Linked DNA regions of Gossypium hirsutum: region 1 is linked to region 2. The links are chromatin contacts, called in public Hi-C maps. All regions are on one chromosome and are shown on one strand. The core of a region is the stretch at or near the end of the contact, and the rest is flanking DNA. Distances in the headings are between cores, read along the strand shown.

The links. Hi-C and Micro-C count contacts between places; a contact is called where the count stands out from the background.
Region 1: a contact with region 2 is called in a Hi-C map of leaf, with 2.7 times the contacts expected there. The contact joins the promoter of LOC107894978 here to the enhancer-like site in region 2. A contact is called at or near these places in 2 of 34 Hi-C or Micro-C datasets (both in leaf).

Annotation. Positions count from the first base shown.
Region 1 is chrA13:49,595,333-49,600,672 of Gossypium_hirsutum_v2.1, reverse strand. It overlaps LOC107894978 (zinc finger CCHC domain-containing protein 7), which reads right to left and starts at 2,006. Exons shown (of 7, transcript XM_016820133.2): 1 at 1,486-2,006; 2 at 235-387; 3 at 1-140. The coding sequence starts at 1,839.
Region 2 is chrA13:49,133,417-49,138,265 of Gossypium_hirsutum_v2.1, reverse strand. It overlaps the pseudogene LOC107922434. Among protein-coding and RNA genes, the nearest start is that of LOC107922580, 14 kb to the left of the region's middle. Within about 2 kb of position 2,520, at least 2 of the 9 cell types and tissues checked have an H3K27ac peak or open chromatin away from gene starts, as enhancers often do. A contact at or near this core is called in leaf, where this site is marked.

The DNA.
Region 1 (5,340 bases), core at 757-3,256, 460 kb before region 2:
TGATCCAAACTCCCACAAAGGAAGCATGGTTTCTTCCGCTTTGAAGCAGATTTACAGTTCACTGCCATGTGCCCTTCTTCACCACAATTATAGCATGTTCCCCAACCACTATCTGGAGGATCAAAGTATCTCGCCCCCCGCTGATAGAATAAATAACAAAGAGATGCTGAAAACCAATCCACCAAAGGGAAATTTTCTTCTAAACCACAGTTCAAAGAACATATTTAAACTCACAAGAAGCTTCCGGAGTACAATATTGTCAGATTTGTCTACAGTATTTGAGTCAAGAGATTCAACAGTCTCTACATCGTTAGCCATAATAATCTCCTCAACTGTCTCAACCTTCTCTATCATCTCAGCTTTATTTCCATCCTCTGCAACTGTGACCTGGTGCAATAACAAAAGAGATTGCAAAATTAGATAAAAAGTTAGCCATATAACATGCTGCAAGATTGAATCCAGTACAACATTTATTCAACAACACACTCAATGAGAAAAAAAAACCAATACATAACCAGCTGTGACGAAAACCATAACAGAAATAAAAGCAATCTTGACAGTTAAAAGTCCAATTCTAACTATTTTTTGAAGCCAAGTCCAACATACCAGAGTTGCATTATTGGAATTATGAAGTACAACAAAAGTACGATTCCTTTCCTTCATTTTCCTAGCAGAAACTCTTTTTTATGCCCATAAATTACCCAGTGATAAGATTAATATCAGTACCCAAAGGCAAGATAGTCTCCCTGAAGGTAAGGTCACCCTCTTTACACTTCTTTCATTTCATCAAATTACTTGATATCTCCACTATCTATGAGATACTGAAATAAACATTGAAAGTGCATACTATAGCACTAACTAGGGCGCCCCTTGATTGCCTTATTCTTGCACACCCTAAAATGTGAATAACCACCACAAATTCGGGCATCAGTGCATTACCAAAGAACTGTAATCTATAGCAGGCATTCTATAAATAATAATAATAATAAAGACAGGGAAAAATCAAAAAAGAGGCCGGTTCCTGATAGAAGTTTGCAGGAAAAGAGAAAAGGTCAAGTTTTCTCGGTAAAGAAGACCTCCCATAACGAGCTTGGAGAAGGAGACAGAACAAAAACCAAGAACTTATTAACCCAACAAACAGAAAATATTTATTCAACAAGACTTATCCAACAATTCTTCAATAAATAGTTTGACCAAATAACTAAGCGGAACGAGCTGGAATTCAAATTATCATAGCAAACAAGCATAGAGGATCCCTCATTTGAAACAGTAATCGTAAATCCCAAAGCCTATCTATATTTACAACACTTCAAATCATATTAAAAGTTCCACAAATTTATGATTCTTTACTTGTATCATCTCATCAACTCTCTGTAGTAAAAAAATTACTTTTAAATAAATTTCAACTACATTATTTTTTTCTCCGAGCAGCACATTGGATCAAAACAATCATTTCTGAAGAAACAACAAAAACAGAATTTTAACCTTCTCAGTTTTCGTTTTCTTCTTTTTCCTTCTAACAATTTTCTTACTTTCCAAATCCAAATCTGCCTGTTCACGGCCACCACTGGTACCAGCTACATCAGATCCCCCGCGTGACGACGAAGCCAAACCCACCACAGAAACGACGCCTGGGTCATCGGAAACGCCGTGGCATCCTTCACTAAACCTCGTCGCTTTCACCAATAGTGCTTTCTCCACGATCTTCAAGCTTAGGTCTTCATTGGCTTCCTCGTCGTCACTAATGCTTAGTACCATCAATGGTTTCGAATCTAATGGTCCCGATTCGTTCTCTTCGATCTCAAATTTTGCTGATTTGGCCTTGCCCTTCTTCGCCATGAAGATCTTTTGTAGGGAATGCAATTTTCTTGATAATTAGGGTTTGCAGTTTTCTGCAACTGCAGGGAAATATCCTAAACGGTGCCACGAAAGCTAGGGTTTTTATTTTGTTTGACCTTTACTGTCATTGGATTTAGCGGTTGAAATTTGAAAAAGACAGTTGGGCCAGTTAGCCCCAAAAAATCCAGCATTTATGGGCTTTATATTTAAATTTTCTCCCAAACTGGTGTCATTAATTGCTTTATATTTAAATTTAGGCTTAACGACTCAGTTTGCTTTCCCACTTTAATATTTAAATTTTTTGTTTCAGATTGCTACTTACTTAAACTATTATTTCATTATTTGGTTGAATTCTTTTTAACAGCATTAATAAAACCAAGTACAATGTGATGTCCATCAAAATGTGCAAGTCGCACATCCAACCAGAATGTATTAGTTACAATTAATTTATTTAAAATAAAAGCATTAAAGGTAGGTTTGGATGAGTGATTCGGTGTGATGTGATGTGGTGCGTTTAACTTACTTTTTGTCTCACGCTACAATGTCGTTACAGTATCTAATCTCACTGCTACTGTTATTTTTACATTAACTGCAAGTAAACACACTGCTCATCAAAACACACTCTAAATTTAAATTTAAAAATTATATTATTAAATATTAACAAAATCTTTGACTTCGATAAACCATTACTTGCATTGACCACTGTTAATCGACATTGACCAGTCGTTGATTGTTGTTGAAAGTCTACATGGCTCTATTAGAATGTGTCACTTGCCCTTTATATTTAATTTTTTTCCCGAACTAATGTCATTAATTGCTTTAGATTTAATTTTAGGCTTAACGACGTCTTACTTTCTCATTTTAGTACCTAAATTTTTTGCTTCAGATCTATACTTAAACTATCATTCCATTATCTAGTTCAATTTTTCTAATAGCATTAAAAAAATTAGTTACCATTTGGTGTCAAGCAAAATGTGTCACATGACAATTAGTTTATTTAAAATAAAAACACTAAATTTAAATTAAAAAATTAAAAAATTATATTATTAAGTATTTAAATATTTAAATATTAAAAAAACTTTTGACTTTGATAAACCATTAACTTGCGTTGACTACTGTTAATTGACATTGACCATCTGTTAACTATCGTTGACAGTCTACATGACTCTATTAGAATGTGTCACGTGCCCTTTTTGTTTTTTAATATTACATATATAAAATAAATTTTTATTTTATTTTTAAAAATTATTAAAATATTATATTTTTAATATTATTAAAAAATATATTTAATTATTTATATTTAATCATATAATAATTATTAATATAATTTATTATTTTAATAAATTATTTAATATTTCAATTTTATGGGTTACTTAAACATACTAAATATATGTAATTACAAGTGATTGTATTCAAATCCAATTAATGAGTGGTTTTTCAAACACGTTCTAAAGAATAATGTTTGTTTCCAGTACCATTCGTTTTATTTTATTAATATAATTTTATAATTATTAAATTATTTTAAAATTAATTTTTAACACCAACCCAACGCTTTTTATTGTAGTTTAAATTACAATTGAATTTTAATTTACATATTAAATAAATAACTTTGGACCTAAATTGTGACTTTTGTTGGGTGTTTATCGTTTCTAGTAATAGATCTAAAAAAAATTAAATGAATAATATCATCTTGCCAACAAAATTTTATCTATTAAAATAAAAATTTTCACCCTAAAGTGTTAATATAATCATTTGGGTAAAATAATTTATGTAAAAAGTAATAAAATAAAAATGGTATTTCAGAAATCTTAATTTCCATTCTCTAACTTTTCCTTCAAATTGGGGTAAATAAAAATTAAGTAATTCAAGGGAAGCAAAAATACTCAACTCCCTTTACTTTTTCCTTACCTAAATAAAGGTTTAATGCTGAATTCAGCCCCAAACAGTGCATATTTTCTTACTTTAGTATCTAAATTTTTTTTATTGTTCTATTACTCAAATTGGCCCACAACATTATAAAAAAATTCAAACTGTTAGGTGGCATTATTAGAACACGCCACATCAGCCTTCTTTTTATTTTTAATATTATATATATTATATGGATTAAAAATGTAAAAGAAATCATATATAATATATAAATAATTTAAAAAGTTTAAAAATATTTTTTATAAAATTATAAAATATATAAATTTTAAAAAGTCAAAATAGTATATAAAAATAAAATAAAGTAATTTAAATTTTAGAAATTTGCAAAATAAAACTTAAATTTTCAAAAATGTATATTCTAGAAAAAATTTCATAAATTTAATTTTTTTTTCAAAAACTCTAAAAATAGACAAAGTTTAACTTTTTTTTTTAAGAAAAGAGAAATTGGAATTGTTTATCAATAAAAATTGAAAATTTTTAAAATATATATTTAAAAATTTTCAATAATTAAAAAATAAAAAAAAACATTATTTTTAGAAAATTTATATTTATGAAAAATATTTAAAAAATTCTGTCAACATGTTTAACAGTCGTCAATGGTCAATAAAGTCAAAGATTTTTTAATATTTAAATTTTTATTTTTTTATTTTTTAATTTAAACTTAATATTTTTATTTTATATAAACTTAATTATCACGTGACACATTCTGATTGGTTGGATGTGCCACATGACATATTCTAATTGACACCACATGTAAATTAGTTTATTTAATGCTGTTACAAAAAAATAAATTAAACTGGGTGACAGAACTATAATTTAAGTACCAATTTAAGATAAAAAAAATTTAAATACCAAAACAGAAAAAACAAGCAAATTGAGAATTAAGCGTTAAATAAAATATGTTATACAAACAAGGAAAATGGTATTACTTTCCCTTAATTCATGTTATTTCAGTGCAATATAAACATAGGATTAGGGTAAATTACACTTGACGAGTCAATCAAATTAGTCAATTTATTATTAAATTGATCAATTCAGTCATTGTACTCTTAAAAAAAGATCAAATAAGACCAAATTGGAATAGAGTAACATTTATTATTTAAAAATATCATTTACTATTTAACAAAGATAATATTTTTAAACTTTTTATAGTTCAATAAATAAAATTTTTTGTTGGGAATTAAACTGTAATTTAGAAAAAAAAATATAATTTTCAAGATATTTTTTATACAATAAATATTAACTATGCTACAATTGAACTTATTTGATTCTTTTTAATGGTATAAAAACTAAATTGATCCATTTAATAATAAAATGAATAATTGGATCCAGTCCCTATAATATAAGTACTTCCCAAATACTTTTTAACATAGGAGTGGTGATCCAAATCCATTGTCATGTAAGATTGTGCTTATTTAACTGAAATGATTTCTAAGAATTATATTGATTTTTATTTTGAAAAATTTGATATTTTTTAAGCATGTAGGCAATTTTGTGTAAAATATTTTTTGTTGTTTGATTTTTTTTACTTTAAATTAGTTTTTGAAAGTTTTTTCTTGAAACATAAATTATATT
Region 2 (4,849 bases), core at 1,271-3,770:
TTTTGGTCTGATCTCCGTGCCCGAAATTTCTTATAGATGCCTATCGGAGGAGGATGAATTTATTGTCTTGGCAACAGACGGGATAAAGGAGCCAACATGGATTCTTATTAAAAATACTGACATTTGATCCCTTTTCTCAATATCTAAGGTTTGCTTCAATATCTTGCAGATTTGGGATGTTCTTTCAAACAAAGAAATGATAGATATTATAGCATCTGCCCCAGCTTGTTCGTCTGCTGCTCGAACCTTGGTTCAAACAGCAGTTCAAGCATGGAGATACAAATATCCGACTTCAAAAGTTGATGACTGTGCTGTTGTATGCCTCTTCCTTGATTCTAACTTAAGCAATTTATCTTATGCTTCCAATACCAAGGCAAAAGTGCAGCTAACTTCAATGGATCACATTAACAATGAGACTGAGAATGTCGATAGTCTCAATGTCTTAACCAGTCTCAACTGGTCTGGAACTGTGCGAACTGACAAAGAAGAAGATTCCTCGAAGTTTAAGCAGGAAGAAGTGAATTCAGAATTAGGGTTAGAATGGTCTGCCCTTGAAGGAGTATCTCGTGTCGATACACTTTTGAATCTGCCAAGGTTTGTTCCTGGAAAGGAGGATGAGAAGGCTTGGAAATGAGGTCTGGTCAGTACTTTTTTCGTCTTTTTAATTTTTTTCATTAAATTTTGCTTTGCTTCGCTTCTTTTATGTTGGTCTTTCTATAGAAGATTGATTGATGTTGAAAATTTTGGGTCGGAGAGGTGAGCCCGGTTGTATTAGTGAGTCCGGGAATTTGTCCTTATTCTCCAGTCTAGTGTGGGTAGAATTGGAATTTTCGTAAATCCAGTTCACCGTCTATTTTTGTTTCCTTAGTATATATTATTCTATATTTTTTTTCCCTTCTAATTTCATGTGTGGTTTGTTGGCAACCGTATGTGGATAATAAAATTTTCGACAGTGAAGCCTCTTTAGGTTTCAACTTGAAGGGCTTGAGCATGATTGTATTTCATCTAGTTATTTTATTTTATTTATTTATTTTGTGTTTGTTCAGATTTGGACCTTTAGCATTTCTGTGGATATTTATTATTTGCAACAACATATTTTGTTGCATCAAATTAATCTGTTGATGACTAGCTAATTCAACTTGAATATTTGATGGAAACTTAAGTGGATGCCTATCGTATTCGTATGCAAACCTTTTACCTATAACTTCGTCTCCGTTTCTATGCTTGACTTTATTGTTTAAAATTTCTACGACGAAACTAATCTTGGTAATATTTGTAATTTTGGAAAGGGATAATATAATTTTTTACCTTAACATTTAACAATTAGGTCCATTTTGGTATTTGTATTTTTTTTGTCTACTTTGGTCTTTCAAATTCACAACTAAATTTATTTTGACTTATGAATTTGAATTTTGTCAAGATTTCTGATGATGTGATTAGTGTTATTAGAGTAGGATTGGATGGATTGAGAATTCATCGATGTAATTGTCCAAACAAAGGAGTTCAACAAATTGACTTGAAAATTGTTAGAAATTGATAAAAATGGAAAATTAAGATAAAAATTGATAGTTGAACTGGTTTAATAATTTTATTTTTATTATTATTTAGATTTTTATGAATCCTTAATTAATTAATTATTTTTGTTGGTTGGTGTTCGAATTGATTAAATTAAGAATCAGTGGTCTGACTAGTTCAATCATCGGTTCAATTATTAAAATATTGAATACGACAATTTGAAATTATATTACGTTATCATATGAAAATTTATATAATTTTTTTAAACATGCAAGTGATGATTTGACGCAATCTCATAATATTACATCAACAAACTTTTGTATTTTTCAAGTTTAGAGATAAAAATAGATCTAGTTGTTAAGTTTAATTATCAAAGTGAATAAACAAAAGTACAAATACCAAAGTAATTTTTTTTTGACAAAACCAAAGTAAACTTTTTTTTTGACAAAATCAAAGTAAACTTAATTGTTAAGTTTAGGGTTAAAAATTATATTAATTTTTTTGAAGACTGTGATATAAAAAATTATTTGATACATTATCTATGAAGCTTTTTAATTCCACAAATATACTTAAAAAATTATCTTGCCTTATGTCTCATTCCTTTTATTTATTTATTTTAATATTTATTATACTCTATAATACACTTGCTATCGTCCAACCTTATTTATAAATTTAAAAATTCTATCAAGTGTCCAATATTGTTAAAAAAATATAAAAATATGCTAAAAGATAAGTTGAAAGCAAAAATATGGCAAAATTGCTTTCGAAAAACTATCTAGCCTCTTGGAAACATAAAACCTAACTGTAACTTGAACGGTTGATTACCACTCATCTATTTCCGATACCCTTGTTATTGTCTCTCGTCTCCCTCTCCCTTTTTGCAAAATAATGACCTAGGTTTGACTATTTTTGTCATTTTCCTAGGATGAGGTGGCTTGGATCTCCTCTTATGGATGTTCCACGCCTTTATTGGAGTCCATTGACTCTTTCTGCCGCAGCTTCATTTTTGGACAGTTGGCATAGTAACTATTATTTTTCTTGGGGCTATACCTCTTACAGCTTATGTTGGCTAGACCTCTTACCGATTCATTGTGTGTATAAAATGTTTCAATTTATGATCAGATTTTCTTATAGTTTAATGTCTTTACAACGAGATATTTTTGGTAAAGTACTCCAATTACTATTACCCTAGGGAGAGTTATCCAGAATTAGGTCTTTGCTTTGATTTTAATACTTTAATAAGGGGCAACAGAAAAAGATTGTATCCAAGTTATTCAAATTGAGAAATAAAAATTCGTATATCACTTGAAAAGAAAAAACTAAATAGATTTAGGAAAACAAGTAAAACAAAGAAAATAACTAAAATAAGAAATTTACAAATAAAGAATAATTATTTAAAATAATAAATAAACAATAGAATACAAAGTGAAAAATGGATCGAATAAACTGATGGATAGACGAATAAATGTTCAATTGAACCCTTTAAGATATAAACCTCAACAAACTCAATTAATGACTTTAATCAACCCTCCAAAAAATAATCTTTAGCAAATTGAAGATGAAGAATGAATTCTCATGACTCCTTAAAGAAAATCAAGAAGAACACTGCTTCTAAAAATCACAAGAAAGCAATCTTGCACAAAGGAACTAACTCTTAGAATTGAAAATTTTATTAATAAACAAAAACAATTGTGTATCTAATGAACAATGAAGAGTTCTTTATATAAGCTAGCTAAGAACATTCAAATAAAACACTTAGATATACTGAAACTCTAATTAATCTAAACAAGAAGTAGTTTTAAACTAAATTTTCTTGTTGACTAAGAAACATAAAACTCCTAAATAACTTAAAATACTTTTAAAAAATGAAAAATTTGAAATAAATAAATAATAAAATAATAAAACCTAATAAATACAATATTGGACTTATATATAATAAAAATCAAGCATAGAAATTGAACCCAATATGATTTAAACTCGAATTAAAAGCCTAAAACTTGTAATTTCTGTAATAATCCCGTCTAGAAATTTTGCTCCCACAATCTTCACTAAAATGAGCATAATTTGAGCTCTCGAACTCAAAATCAAGTTATTCAAAGTGCATTTTGAAGCTAAGAGATAGATATTTGAGCGCTATGAAGACATCTCAACCCAAAAATTCTTAGATCCCATCCAAAAAGTCATCTCTTGTCAATTCATTTTCTGAGCTTGAAAATTGGCACCTTCAGTGAATGGAATTTAATAAATTTCACCCAATCCATGCATGTATAATTCCCCCTTCATCGTAAAGATTCGTTAACTTATCTTTTTTTTGGTTGAATAAGAGAGAATCTTTATCATAGGTGGAACAAATTAATTGAGCTCCTTTCAAAAGACCAACAAACTCCTAAAAGAATGAAACAAGTCCAATAGATAAATTCAAGTTGAGGTTAGTGAAAACATAATGATTCCTATATTTTGGATAAGTTCTCTCTTTCTTTGCATCCTTTTTTTTCAATGTGAATTGAATTCTCTAATTTTACATCGTAGGAATTTTCACTTAGCAAAGTTGGACCATCAAATTGACTTTTATCGCTCAAGGTCTTTTTAGTCTCAGTCTTTTTACATGAATCATTCTCACTTCCCTTTAAACCTTGAAAAAAGTTTTAAACATTGAATTCATCAAAATAGGAATCTTTAGGAGGACAATAAAGGTCTAACTCATCAAAATTTCTAGACTTTAGGAAACAATTTGCACAATTAACTTTTTTTGGTTCGCAAAGTGCACTATCACTATCATCACAATTCCCACTATTACTATCAACTTCTTTGACATCATCTTTGAAACAAGGTTCAATGCTAGATATAGTATCAACAATAGACACAAAATCATATTTACCGTCTTCACAAATGGTTTCAGTCGAAGTTTCCTATTCATTTATATCATCATCGTTTATGATAGCAGTAGAAGAAGACTCAATAGGCTTTGTGTCATACTTACATACCTTGACTTGCAAGGATCGTATGAATCCTATCATTGAATCAAATATATAGAACATTGAATTTGTTAGACATTTAGAGTCTTTGTGATCCTTCGTATTACACCATATGCAGTTGTTAGCTCGTTCTCTTTACTTTGCTATAAGTTGTTTAAGCTCGCAAAATTAGCTATGTGTTTTGTGCCAATGTCTTTCTTGACAAGTCCATGAACAATAGAAGGTGGAACGACATTGGAAACAATAGAAGGTTGATTTTTTTTACAAATATGACATCTATGTCCCGCCTATTATTCTCCTCTTCCATACTATGTGTGCATACCATTATTAGAGGTTGAAATAAAAAATACTTAAACAAG